Linked DNA regions of Mus musculus: region 1 is linked to region 2. The links are chromatin contacts, called in public HiChIP or PLAC-seq maps. All regions are on one chromosome and are shown on one strand. The core of a region is the stretch at or near the end of the contact, and the rest is flanking DNA. Distances in the headings are between cores, read along the strand shown. Region 1 holds the start of Dmtf1 (cyclin D binding myb-like transcription factor 1). Region 2 has its middle 64 kb from the start of Slc25a40.

Region 1 (6,171 bases), core at 2,722-5,221, 680 kb after region 2:
CCGCGAAGGGGCCGGCTCGGCCGCACTGGGCGGAGCGGCTGCGGCGGAGGCCCGGACCTGAAGGTTCCATCGCACTTACTTCCTGTTTTGGGTCCGGGCACTTTGGAAGAACCAGGATGGAGGCTCCAAAAAATACCAGGATGGAGGAAGCAGCCGCGGGAGAGAGTGGCTGCAGCTGGGGTGAGCGAGCGCAACCAGCCACCGGAAACGGAGCCGCGAGGCCGCGCCCCGCCCCCGCCCTCCCAGCACCCCCCCTGCGGCCCGCCTCTCCTGGGGGGCGGGCCCGCGCGCCACCCCCGACGTCACTTCCGTCTGCGTCGGCAAGCTGATGGGTTGCTGCGGAATCGAGCGCCATTCTCAGCGAGCGATAGGGTCGGACGGTCGCCGTCGAGCTGTGGCGGGTGATAGACGTAAAGGAGGGTCTTTCCCTTGGCAGGCGTCTGCACCATCTGTCTTTTAGTTTCCGCAATCTCCGAAGCGAAGAGGGAGCGGTGTGTCTCTATAATTCTTGTGAAAGGTGACCTCCGTGAGTGTGACCTCGCTTTTAGGAGACTACAGTTCTTTATGCATTTAAAGTTCAGTGCTGGTAGCTATGCCGAGTGCAGCTCTATTTTCTGGATTCTTAGAGATGAACAAAATAGAAGCCCTGTTCCCATGCCAATCTTTAAGAATCAGGTTCATACATGAATAGATGCATTTTGACCATATTTACTCCTTCCTATCCACTCCAACTCCTCCCCGTGTTTTCCCTGACATGCCCCCGACTCAAATTCATGTCCTATTGTAGGGGTGTATTTCTGGGTACACACATGTAGCCCAGATGTACTTCAGTGTAGGGCTGCGCCCCGCTTGGACGTGGGAAAACAATCTGATCTCTTCAGGAAGGAAGTTGACTCTTCCTCAGCAGTCTTGACTGCTTGTAGCTCCCTAGCCAGAGATGGAACCTTGTTCGCCATCCATGCTGGAATGTGGAGTGGAGTGGTGGTATGCATGGGACCACAGCTGCTGAGTGGTGGGTGTTAAAACAGAAGTCTTCCCATTCCCCTGACTCTTTCAAGTTTTCTGCCCCCCATCTTCAGCAACGCTCCTATACCTTTGGTGTAAGGATTGCATTATAAAAACCCACTTAGGGATAGGCATTCTACAGTCACTTAACTGCACACTGGTCAGATGTGGTTTTCTGCCATAAACACTGCTACAAAAAGTGCAGACTCTATGATGAGAACATCAAAAAAGTTGCCTTTTGCCCCATGCTGGGCACAATTGTTCGAACCTATTAATTTCAGCAGAGAAGAGGTTGAGGCAGAAAGAAGACTGGATTTTGAGGCAGTGTTGGCTACATAGAACACATCTCAACCAAACCAAACCAACCCAAAAGTTCTAAGATACACAATTCTGAGCATTGGGGTTCCTATTGGTGTTGCTTTTATGATTCAGCAGATACACGTTATACTTTGCTTTCCTTTCACTACTAGTGATACACAAAGTCCCATTCCTAATCAAGAAGCTGTTTGCAAATGGTAGATCTGGGGAAAGGGAAAATCATTTTTTCCCCCCAGGGGAGTGAAATTAGATGTATCAGGCATACTCTTAAATCAAGCAAGGTTCATAGGAGTTGATGGCCAATGCAATTTGGAATCACAAGTTTTTTACAGCAGCTTTATTCACATTTGCCAAAACATGCAACCAACCAAGAGGCTAACCAGGAGGTGAATGAATAAACAAGCAGGCACATCTATTCAACAGAACTTTATTTGGCACTAAAGTAGTGAAGAATTAAAATATATGTTACGTAGTAAAGAAAAATCATCCAAAAATTGATGTATGCTAAGACTATGCCATTCTGATTGTCTTATTTTTCTACTGTTATGAAGAGACACCATGGTGAAGGCATTTTACAGAAGAAAGTTTTAATTGGGGCTTGCTTACAGTTTTAAATGATGAGTTTATAATCATCACGGACGGAGGGGAGCATGGCTGCAGGCAGGTAGGAATGGGGCTTGAACAGTCCTTGAGAGCTTACATTCTTAATTGCCGAGCCATTTGGGTATGTGTAGGCTTCTGAAAGCTCAAAGTCTGCACCCAGTGGCATGCCATTTCCAACAAGGCCACACCTAATCCTTCCCAAAGAATTTCACCAACCAGAGACCAGACATTCAAACATGTTAGCCTGCAGGGGCCATTCTCATTCAATCTGCCAGTGGTGATATTCTGTAAAGGGCATTGCTATGGAGACAGTAAAATTAGTGCATCCAGGGGTGGAGAAAATGAATAATGTGCGGGGGTTCCTATAGCATCAAGGGCTCTGTGTGCTGCTGAAATAGCATGCCTTTATAGTTGCAGCAAAACCCACAGGTCTGATAGATAAAATAGAATGAACTCTAACATAAACTATATCTTCTGTATTAATGGTGTGTCAGTATAGGTTCATTCGTTATAACAAATGCCCACTCTTGATTGTGTGTGTGTGTGTGGGAAGCCGTGAGGTATGTAGGAATTTTCTCTACTTCCTGCTTAATTTTGTGAATGTTAAAAAAAGTCTTTGTTAAAAAATGCTAAGAAAGGGCTAAATAACCCTGAACTTGAATAATGTAAGTCAACATTCTCTGTGTTCCTGTGTGTTGTTCATATGTGTTAAACTCATGTAATCAAATACTTAATTGAAGGTTCTACAAGTGAGTAACATTTTACTCAGGAACCAAATGCAGTTGTAGAGTGTGTCCAGGTCACACAAGCAAGGGGTACACTCAAAATTGTAGCCTACTCACCCTGCTCTATTTCAAAAATATACTTTGGCAAGTGTCACCTCATGATGAAAACAAAACATAGCCAGGAGCTGGAGAGATGGCTTAGTGGTTAAGATTACTGACTGCTCTTAATATATATATATATATATATATATATATATTTATAAATATCTTCACTAAGCCAAAGTAGTAGTCACACTTAAATTTCAGACTTCCAGCTTATTCTTATCCACAGAATCTTAGGTAAGCTTGCACTCTACTGACATACAAGATACGGAGGGAGACGTATGGAGGACAGGGTATAGAGCTTCCATGCCATCTTTAGATGTGTCACATTCCGAAAGTGTATATATCTTAAGATATCCAGAAGCGATTCAGAACCCTACCCTGGGTTTATGGAGGCCATATTCAAATGTGTGATTGTGCAAAAGGGTATGATCAGAGGCTAAAACTCTTGAGTCAGAAAATCTAGCAAGGCTTGTAGATTTAGTTCTTTTTGTTTCTTTTTTTTTAATATGCAAAAATTTATTTGACCAAGATGTAGAAAAAGTGATACTATTATGTATGATACAATAGCAAGAACGTAAAGAACAGAGTATATTTTATCAATTGCACAGTTTGCTCAAAGTTCATCTCCCTGGTAGTGTGATGCTTAATAAATAGGAGTGAGGCGCAGGGTTCAGATAAGCTAGAAGCAGGGTGACTTTCAGTCGGGACTGTAAACTTGAGTTGGCCCCGCACTGCTGGGGAACGTGGAATGTTAGAGTGTGAGATGTTAACTGAGAAAGGAAAACTACAAAGCCAAAAAAGGAAAAAAAAAAAAAAAGTGCAGCCTACAGAGCACCTCACATCCAATTCAATCCGGAGGTCTTGGTCTTTTATTAGTGTCATTCCCGAAGGAATTCAAGTCTTGGCAAAGTCAAGCTTCCATTTGTTGTTCCCGGAACAATGGAGATGAAGTTAAGCCAATTTCTTTTTCCTTCAGTACTTTGCTGCTGGAAAGACCTTTTGTTGCCCAACACTTGGTAATACAACAATGCTCAATGTATTGAAGGCTACTAACCTTCGCTGTGTAGCTCTGGCTGAAAAGGGTTGGACTCTGCCATAGTCCCTGCTGGGCATATCACTAGACCACCGCAGAAAAGTCCAGGAACAAGACGCTTGCTCCTCAGCCGGGCGTGGAGGTGCACGCCTTTAATCCCAGCACTTGGAAGGCAGAGGTAGGCGGATTTCTGAGTTCGAGGCCAGCCTGGTCTACAGAGTGAGCTATAGGACAGCCAGAGCTATAAAGAGAAACCCTGTCTCGAAAAACCAAAAAAAGACACTTGCTCCTCAGAGAACAATTTTGGAGCTACTGGAAGATGTAACATGGAACAGCACTAAAGCTCAGTCAGAAGGCACATGGGCAACAGTGATCACCCCAGGATTCTCGCTTGGAATGCTTAAAGGACAGTCTGTTCTGCACGGGGGAGTGTGGAGCAGACTCAGTATGATCAGGCTAGTCTAGTTGTGCTTTATAACTTCCCATAGGAGACTGTTAATTTTCGCTGTGGGTGGAAAATTTCTGCATGTTTTCTTGTGACAACCCCTAGCCTCACAAAACTTCCCCAACAGCAGCCAGCTATGATTAGATACTTGAGCCTGTGCTTCAAAGTGTGGGGCTGACTACTTCCCAAGAACCAAATGCCCTCAGCCGTAAGCAACTATGCTCAGTGTGAAATTCCCTGCCTATCTTAGGAATAAATGCAATTTAAGAATAAGAATAATCAGAGTAGCTGGTGTATGGCATTATTTTTTTATGGCCCTTGAAATGGGATCCTTCAGATAGGGGTCTTATTTTTTATTTCAAATAAAGTAGAGAAAAAAATTTATTTCTGTCTGGAAAACAGAAAGGCGAGGAAAGATTATTGTTTAAGACAATTTTCTCTGTAGATCTCCAGACAGCTCATTGAGATAGCTCAGCTCTCAAAGACCAAAGCCCAGTCTTTTATTTACATATCAGTTTAGTTATTTACTTCTGCCTCCATTTTGACTAGCCCACAAATCAACATTCCTTGTCCCCAGCCCACTGATTGGAAAAAAAAATGCAGTGGTGGTGGAGGAACAGGGCCCCGGGTTGAGGGAAAAAAAAATGACAACAAGCGCATTTTTTTTTAAACATTGCAAATGAATTCAGAGAACTGCTTACCTTTGTAAGCACAGACAATAAACTTATCTGGGTGGCATCCCATCCAGAGATTACCATTCTGACCCTGCCTGGACCTAAATTCACTGAGCCCCTGACCGACCTTGAACTCAGGAATCCGCCCACCTTTGTATCTGCCGGCTCTTTTTAACTTTCTGAAGAGCTGGCACGTAGTGCAGCTGCCTCGGTTCTTTAAGGTCCATGAAGCCCTTCCTATGATTCATATTGCATCCTTATATTTTGCACAGTCGATAAATTATATATTTTTGAACTCATGTTTTCAGAGTTCATTCCCATAGCCTGAAGGACTGTCCTGAAGGTCACATGTTTACTTTTTTTTTTTTGGCTAAGGACATAGACCTACCCTCACCTCTCAGACTCGTGCTGTTTCTGATTATTATGGAGTCATTAACCTTGGTAGAGAGGACATTCCCCTTTAATCATGTCAGGGAAAATTTTTCCCAATAACTTTGGCTGGGAGACTATTTCCTGAAGGAGAAACATGAACTAATATATCTACATATTTTTATACAAACAAGCCTCGTGCCCAACAATCCTCAACACTCATGGAGACCCACACCCTCCTGGATCTGCTCCAGGGTCGAGAAAACATGTCACACTGTCTCTTCCATGCAGGACCGTGCAGGACTCAACATCACCTGATATTGGGAAGACAAATTCTAGTTTTTACCAACTGCCTTGGATTGGGAGTTTTGACTAAGGAAGCATAACAAAACATGATAAGTCATAATAATGATATTTAAAATGTAAATCTAGCATTACAGTAATACCTCTAGACTTTTAACCTGAATAATTATTATAAAGATTTTCTAGAATGTGATTTGAATTCCAGAATACCTGTCTGTAGTTACACCTACTTTTCTTCTTAGTCAGAGTGCAGTGAGATTATGCATAAGATTTTAAATATACTTGAATTTAAGTAGGGTTTAGGTGTCTTATAGAAAAAATAAAGATGAGAAATATTGCCGTCCCAAGCAGAAATTATGGCATAAAAACATTTACAGCTTACTAATGGCTTTTGCTCTGTGTGATTTCCTGTGTTCCCTGTGTTGGATAAGATTCATGAACGTCATTGTGGATTCAGTGCTGATGGCGTTTCCTCCCTTACTGTTTTCTCTTCTCTTCACCGCTGTCGCCACCCCCACTCCACTTGATTTTGAGACCTGCTCTTCCTCAGAGCTGAGACTGTTGTTGAAGTCAGGATCCTCTTGCCTCAGT
Region 2 (6,789 bases), core at 4,196-6,695:
CTGTACTTCACGCTGAGAGGAGGCTCCTGGACACTTGGGTGGGCCATCTGGGCTGACCAGTTCATTCCTCTCTCCCACCTCATGCCTTTCCACCATAAGTCCTTCAAAGCCTCCAGATTGGCATATCAATGGCATCCTAGTTCCTAGGACCTCTCCTGCAAGATGGGACTTCTGCTTACTCACCTTCATCTTAACTGCTCCCTGAAATTCCCATTCTCTAGTCTGTGGATTTCATTCTTTGAATTCTTGAGACAAGGACTCTAAAGCTACTGACTGAAGACAGCTTTGGTGGCCCTTGAGTTTTCCAGGCTCCTAGTTAAGCTGAGAAAATTTCCATCCCTCTCAGCCATACCCCTTCACTCTCCTATCATATTGACATACAGGTACACAGACACTGTTCTTGCTAGATGACACTGACTTCTCACTTGGTCCCTGGAATTAACTAAAAGCAGGACAAAAGCCTGGCATTTTTGTAGTTCTTTTCTTTAGATGTCTTGCTTTCAACTTTTACAGTGTCTAAATTCAGATTCCAAAAGGTGTCTGAGAGTTCATTGTCTCATATATTGAAACTGAAGAAACCCTGGACTCTAGGAACACCTTTATGAGCATTCCCATGAAACTATGATCCTCACAAGACAGATTACCCACCCCAAATTTTAGAGCAGTTGTCTAGGATGGTGTGATTGAATGCCCAGAATTTTAGGGCCAAAACTCTGGCTCCATTTTGGGCAGCCACTTCAGGTGAGGTGTTTAGGCCACCATTCTAATATGCCAGGTAAAGATGAGTTGGGGGACAGGGGAATAGTTCAGTGGCTGAAGGGGCACCACACAAGTGTGAGGACCAAAGCCTATAACCCAAGTACATGGAAGGCAAAACCAGAGGATCCTTAGGACAATTCTAGCTAGACTAGCCATAATTAATAAGCTCATGAATCCCCAAAAAACTGTGACTCAATAAAGGGAGAATAATCAAGGAAGATACCCGTGGTAGTTTGAATGCCAAATGTCTCCTATAGCCTCTGGCATTGGAATATTTGGTCCAGTTGGCATAGGCTGGGTAGGTTTAGGAGGTGTGGTCTTGTGGAGGAAATATGTCACTGGGGGCAAGGTTTGAGAATTTAAAGACTCATGCCATTCCTAGTTTTCTCTGTCTGCTTTGTGAATGTGGGTTAGGATGTGAGTTTCCAGCTGCTGCTCCAACTGCCACGCCTTCTGGCTGCTACCCTGGCTCCAACTGCCACTCCTTCTGGCTGCTACCCTGGCTCCAACTGCCACTCCTTCTGGCTGCTACCCTGGCTCCACTGCCATGGACTCTAACCCTTGGAAACTGTAGCTCAAGTAAATGTCTTCTGTAAATTACCTTGGTTGTCATGTTTATCACAGCAAGAAATGTAACTAGTACAACACCCAATGTAGTTACATTCAGATGCATATGTAATCATGTGTCCATGCACCTGCACATACATGCCTCACATGTGTGGACATGTATAGCACGAGTGTGTGGGAAGCCACATGTGCCGTTGCAGAGTGGCACTGACTACTGCTGGCCACCACGCATAAGTTTGGACAAACAACCAATGTGTACATATGCAGTAAAGTTTTTTGCAAAGACACTGCCTGGCCCGGGCATGATAATGAGGCTTTGAGAGTATAACCAATCAGATGTGAGACATGCAAATGAGGTATGATAATGAGGCTCTGTGAGGTACAGAGAGAGAGAGTAGCCAATCAGATGAGGAACATGCAAATGAGGCGTAGTGCCTAACCAATCCGGGTGTGAGACACGCCTCTCCTAGGCCTATATAAGCAGTACCAGTTCTGGGCTCGGGGTCTTTTCGCCTCTGCAATCAAGCTCTCCCAATAAACGTGTGCAGAAGGATCCTGTTGCAGCGTCATTCTTGCTGGTCGAGTCCAGCGCGCGCAAGACTAGTGCACACACACACACACACACACACACACACACACACACTCACTCATGTGCATGCATGTAATAAAAAATGGTAATGGCCACCAGAAAAAAGCCACACCTATATTAGAGATTCTACAAGGCTGGTTAGAACTTTTTGGTTGTGGTGAGTTGGGATATTGCAGATCCAAAATTGTTCTAGATTGCTTATTATTGCTGTGATAAAACACCATGACCAAAAGAAAACTGCAGAGAAAAGGGATTTATATGACTTACATATACCAATCATTGTCCATCATGAAGGGAAGCCAGAGCAAGAACTCGATGAAGGAACCTGGAGGCAGGAACTGAAGCAAAAGCCATAGAGGAATGCTGCTCACTGACCTGTTCCTCATGGCTTGCTCAGCTGCTTTTTTTCTTTTTGTTTGTTTTAAACCTTTAATTGATTCTTTGTGAATTTTACATCATGCACTCCAATCTCACTCATCTCTGTCCCTTCATATCTACCCCATCCTTGCAACCTCCCTCCAAAAAGAAGAAAAAAATCTTATGGAAGCTATAGTGAGTCCCAGTGTGTCACCTTTTAGTCCACACTTTGTGCGAAGGTTCATTGCAATGAGTCACTGGTTTGGTTTGAGCCCTCTGGCTCCCTGTAAGGTATCAATACTGAATACTATCAATACTGGAACCTTACAGGGACTAGATATAGCAAATTCTACAAAATCAACAAGATGACAGGACATAAATATGCATCACTCAACAATCACTCTATATTAATGATCTCAGATGGGCAGTGGTGGCGCACGCCTTTAATCCCAGCACTTAAAAGGCAGAGGCAGGTGGATCTCTGAGTTCGAGACCAGCTTGGTCAACAGAGCAAGTTCCAGAATAGGCAGGGATACACAGAAAAACCTTATCTTAAAACAAACAAACAAATTAATGGTCTCAATTCACCCACTGAAAAGACACAGTCTAAACTAGTGTATTAAAATACAGGCCTCATCCTTGTGTGTGTTCATGAACCTTACTTGATCATAAAAGACAGATAAAGCAGATAATACTTTAGAGGACAGAGTAGAGAATGGATTCCAGGCAAATAGATCTAGGAATAAAGGAGTTTTCATATCTGATAAAATAGACTTGAAACCAAAACTAGTTGGAAGAGATAAAGAAGGCCACTTTGTAATGACTAAGTGAACAATCCACCAAGAAGACATTACAATTCTAAACATCTACATAGCAAGTGTGGGTGCCTCTGATGTCATAAAACAAGACACCAGCAATGGTATAGTCAGCAGCATAATGGTGGGAGATTGTGATAGCCCATTCTAATTAATTGATAGATCATGCAGGCAAAAGGTAAACAGAACATATAAATTAAATGAGATCATATATCATAGATTTAAGAGACATCTATTTAATATTCTACTTGAACACTCAAGAGTTCATATTTTTTTCAGTAGCCCACGCAACTTTATCTAAAATAGATAATATATTAGGACAGAGTACACACTCTTAACAAATAGAGGGAAACTGGAAAAGCTCCTGTATTTTATCTGACCACAATTGACTAGAACTGCAGATTAATAGCAAGAGGAACTACAGAATAGTCACAAACTCAGGGAGACTGAACAACACCACTGAATGATAGATTGGTCAGTCAATGCAGAGATCAAAAAAAGAGATCAGCAATTTACAGAAATAAAAGAAAATAAAAACACAACAACAAAATCTTAATGACAAACCTGAGGGACCTGGAAAAACCAGAAAGACCAAACTCAAAATCAGTTTGAAAGAAATAATTAAAACAGGGCAGAAATAGATGAAATAGAAATGAAAAATTATAAAAATTACAAGGTCATTTGATCAATTAAGTAAGACTAAATTTGCCAAAGTATTTTCAGACCCAGAATAATAAAACTAGAGAAAAAGAGAGCCATTATGATAGATACAAATGAAATTCAAAAGAATTACTAGGAGTGATCTTAAAAATATATTCTGTTAAATTGGAAAGATCTAAAATAAATGGATGAATGTTTAGATGTATATGACCTACAAAAATTAATCCAAATGAGATAAACAGATAAGAATTAATAGAGCTGATGCAGTAATAAAAACATCTGGATTAAAAAAAAAGCAGGCAAATTCAGCTTTGTCTTGTACAAATACACTACAAAGACATCAGAACTTAGAAAATACTTAATGACATTAGTTAGTTGTCTTTTGTGAAACTTTAAGCACTGAATAACGCAGTGAAAGAAAACACTAGGCCTAAGACTCAGGAATAAAATCTGGACCCTGTCTCTGGACACCAAGATGCAGAACACCTATAAAAAGCAAGTTGAGCCAGTCAGGTACCATGCTACCCAGTCAGACAGACCACACCAGAGAAGACCCCCCAGCCAGTGTCATGCAGGCCTGGCTGGGTAGTCCATGCCTTAGGCAATCCATGTCCAGTGAATGGGTGGGACATAACACTCCTGAGATGACACCAGAAACACAGAGGCCCCAGGCATCATTATGATGATGAGCAAGTAGTGGTGGAGAGACAGAGAGGGAGAGGGATGTTTGTACAGTGAAGGGAGGTAGAACTGCTGAGAGTGTGAAGAACAGCCTGATGAGGGTGGCTGGTGATGCCACCTGGGGTTATGGTGGGGTCCTGGCCCATGCTGCCAGCCAGGGCCATGTCTAAGTTCATGGACCTGCAACAGCAGGGGTCTATTCCCACCAAAGGCCAGGCGGATGTCCATAGTCTCCAACTGCAGTACTCAGGAGAAGGGGCCCCACATCTCACCCAGGGAGCAGAGCAAAGCTGGCCCTGGTTGCTGGGGGGTTGTGAGTGAGCTGGTCCTGGGGTGTAAGTGTGGGAGAGCTGGCCTGGCCACTTGTCTAATGTGTGGTGCTGTGGCAAGGGAGAGATGCCCTCCCCCACCTCACCACCTATGGAAGATGGGAGAGCTGGCCCCCAAGGTCATGAGAGCAGGAGAGCTGTCTCCGAGCAGTACTCAGCAGGCCCTCCTGGTCAGCACAGTAGAGCTGTCCTTGGTTGCAAGGGGTCACATGTAAGCCAGTCCCAAAGCATGAGAACAAGAGAGTTGGCACAGCCCCTTGCTGGGTGTAGTACTTGGGAGAGCAGCCCACACCTCAACTGGACAGCAGAGCTGGCCCTGCTGGGTTGGGATGAATCGGCACGAGGGCATGAGAGTAGAAGAGCTGGCTCTGCCTCTTGCTGGCTGCAGCATTGGGTGGGCTAGTCAGTGTTCTGCCAGAGAGCTCTCCCATGGTGGTTTCAGTATGGGGGAGCTGGTGTACTGACCAGCTCAGCTACAAGCCAGGCCCAAATCCAGGACTTTAACATTGACCCTCCCCAACATCTACCCCATCTATGAACTGTCGAAGAGTGCGAAAGGGCCAGTCCTGCAATCCAAAACTACAGGATCTCCATGACACAGGGCAGTGACAGGATATCCCAGAGGAGTCCCAGGGAGGCTCCAGTATTGATAGTATAACAGAAGCCAGAGTTCTGGAACCAGACCAATAGATGCACTGCAGAAAGCATTTGCAAGTAAAGCTGCTGAGACAAAAGGGTGTACTGTGGGATACACAGCTGCACAATACAGCTTCCACAATAAGAACAAAAGGGTGTACTGTGGGATACACAGCTACACAATACAGCTTCCACAATAAGAACAAAAGGGTGTACTGTGGGGTATACAGCTACACAATACAGCTTCCACAATAAGAACAAAAGGGTGTACTGTGGGGTACACAGCTACACAATACAGCTTCCACAATAAGAACAAAAGGGTGTACTGTGGGATACTCAGCTACACAATATAGCTTCCACAATAAGAACAAAAGGGTGTACTGTGGGGTTCATGGCTACAGAATACAGCTTCCACAATAAGAATTTTTTCATTTGGGGTAGATCTAATATATTTAAATGTTTTATTGTCTCTGGTTGCCTTTATCTTGTCAGAAAGAACAAAGAGCACTACTAAACTCATTTTATGAAACCATAATCAACCTGATACCAAAACTGCATGAAGACATAATAAAAAAGGAAACTATAGTCCAGTCTCCTTAATGAACATAAATCAAAAAAATCTGCAGAAAACACTTGCAAATTGAATGTGAAAACATAATTTGATTTGCAATTCTTACTGCAGATAGAACACTTTGCCAGATTGCTGAAACATGTCACCAGACTCTGAGGGCCACTGCCTTGTTAACAGGAAAAGGGCTTATACACAGTTTAGGCTGAGTTTAATAAAAAAAAAAAAAATCAGCTACTCTCTGCCGTGCCTGTATCTATGTTACAACACACAGTGGGGGAAGCCAGGAAATACACTGTTCGCTACATATCATGTATATAGATATGTAGACTGATACATACTGTGATGAGAAGGACTCTTTGGAAAGAATCCCCAAGTCCGTTATACATCAGTCCTGGTGCTCCTGGAGAGGTTCAAAAAAATGAATAAAGGAATATAGGAGACATCTGTTTTATACTCAGTGCCTTATATTCTTTACTACAAATTTTAATTACATCATATGGCCACATGATGGCAACATGTTAACATATTTCCAGGCCATGACTATAACCGTGTCCGGGTTTTGCCTGTAAACTACGAGTTGACTGGACTTTATCTTTCCCTCTACTCTTTGGTTCTTGAATTATAAGAAATTCAGAATATATCAGAATTTCTGTCAGTTTTATATTAGAGAGTTGTGATGTCACTAAGGGATAGGAATTTTTCAACTTCTCTCAGTTACTTGGGACCATTGTCCTATATGTAGTCAGTAACTCTCAAAATGTCATGTGCTATATAAGGAATATTTTAAAAGTATGTATAATATTCAATCTCAACAGAAGGGTTTTC

What was found. HiChIP or PLAC-seq counts read pairs in DNA pulled down with a chosen protein or histone mark.
Region 1: a contact with region 2 is called in an H3K27ac HiChIP or PLAC-seq map of embryonic stem cells, with 5 times the contacts expected there. The contact joins two enhancer-like sites. A contact is called at or near these places in 13 of 39 promoter capture datasets (the 3T3-L1 cell line, 3T3-L1-derived adipocytes, the C10 cell line and 7 more), 1 of 15 datasets of contacts at CTCF or cohesin (large pre-B cells), 7 of 115 datasets of contacts at active chromatin or transcription factors (DN3 thymocytes, the SCID.adh cell line, bone marrow-derived macrophages and 4 more) and 1 of 9 other capture datasets (embryonic stem cells).

What each region holds. Positions count from the first base shown.
Region 1 is chr5:9,161,535-9,167,705 of GRCm38.p6, forward strand. It overlaps Dmtf1 (cyclin D binding myb-like transcription factor 1), which reads right to left and starts at 242. Exons shown (of 18, transcript NM_011806.3): 1 at 80-242. Within about 2 kb of position 3,972, at least 9 of the 459 cell types and tissues checked have an H3K27ac peak or open chromatin away from gene starts, as enhancers often do. A contact at or near this core is called in embryonic stem cells, where this site is marked.
Region 2 is chr5:8,483,421-8,490,209 of GRCm38.p6, forward strand. No RefSeq gene overlaps it. Among named protein-coding and RNA genes, the nearest start is that of Slc25a40, 64 kb to the left of the region's middle. Within about 2 kb of position 5,446, at least 35 of the 459 cell types and tissues checked have an H3K27ac peak or open chromatin away from gene starts, as enhancers often do. A contact at or near this core is called in embryonic stem cells, where this site is marked.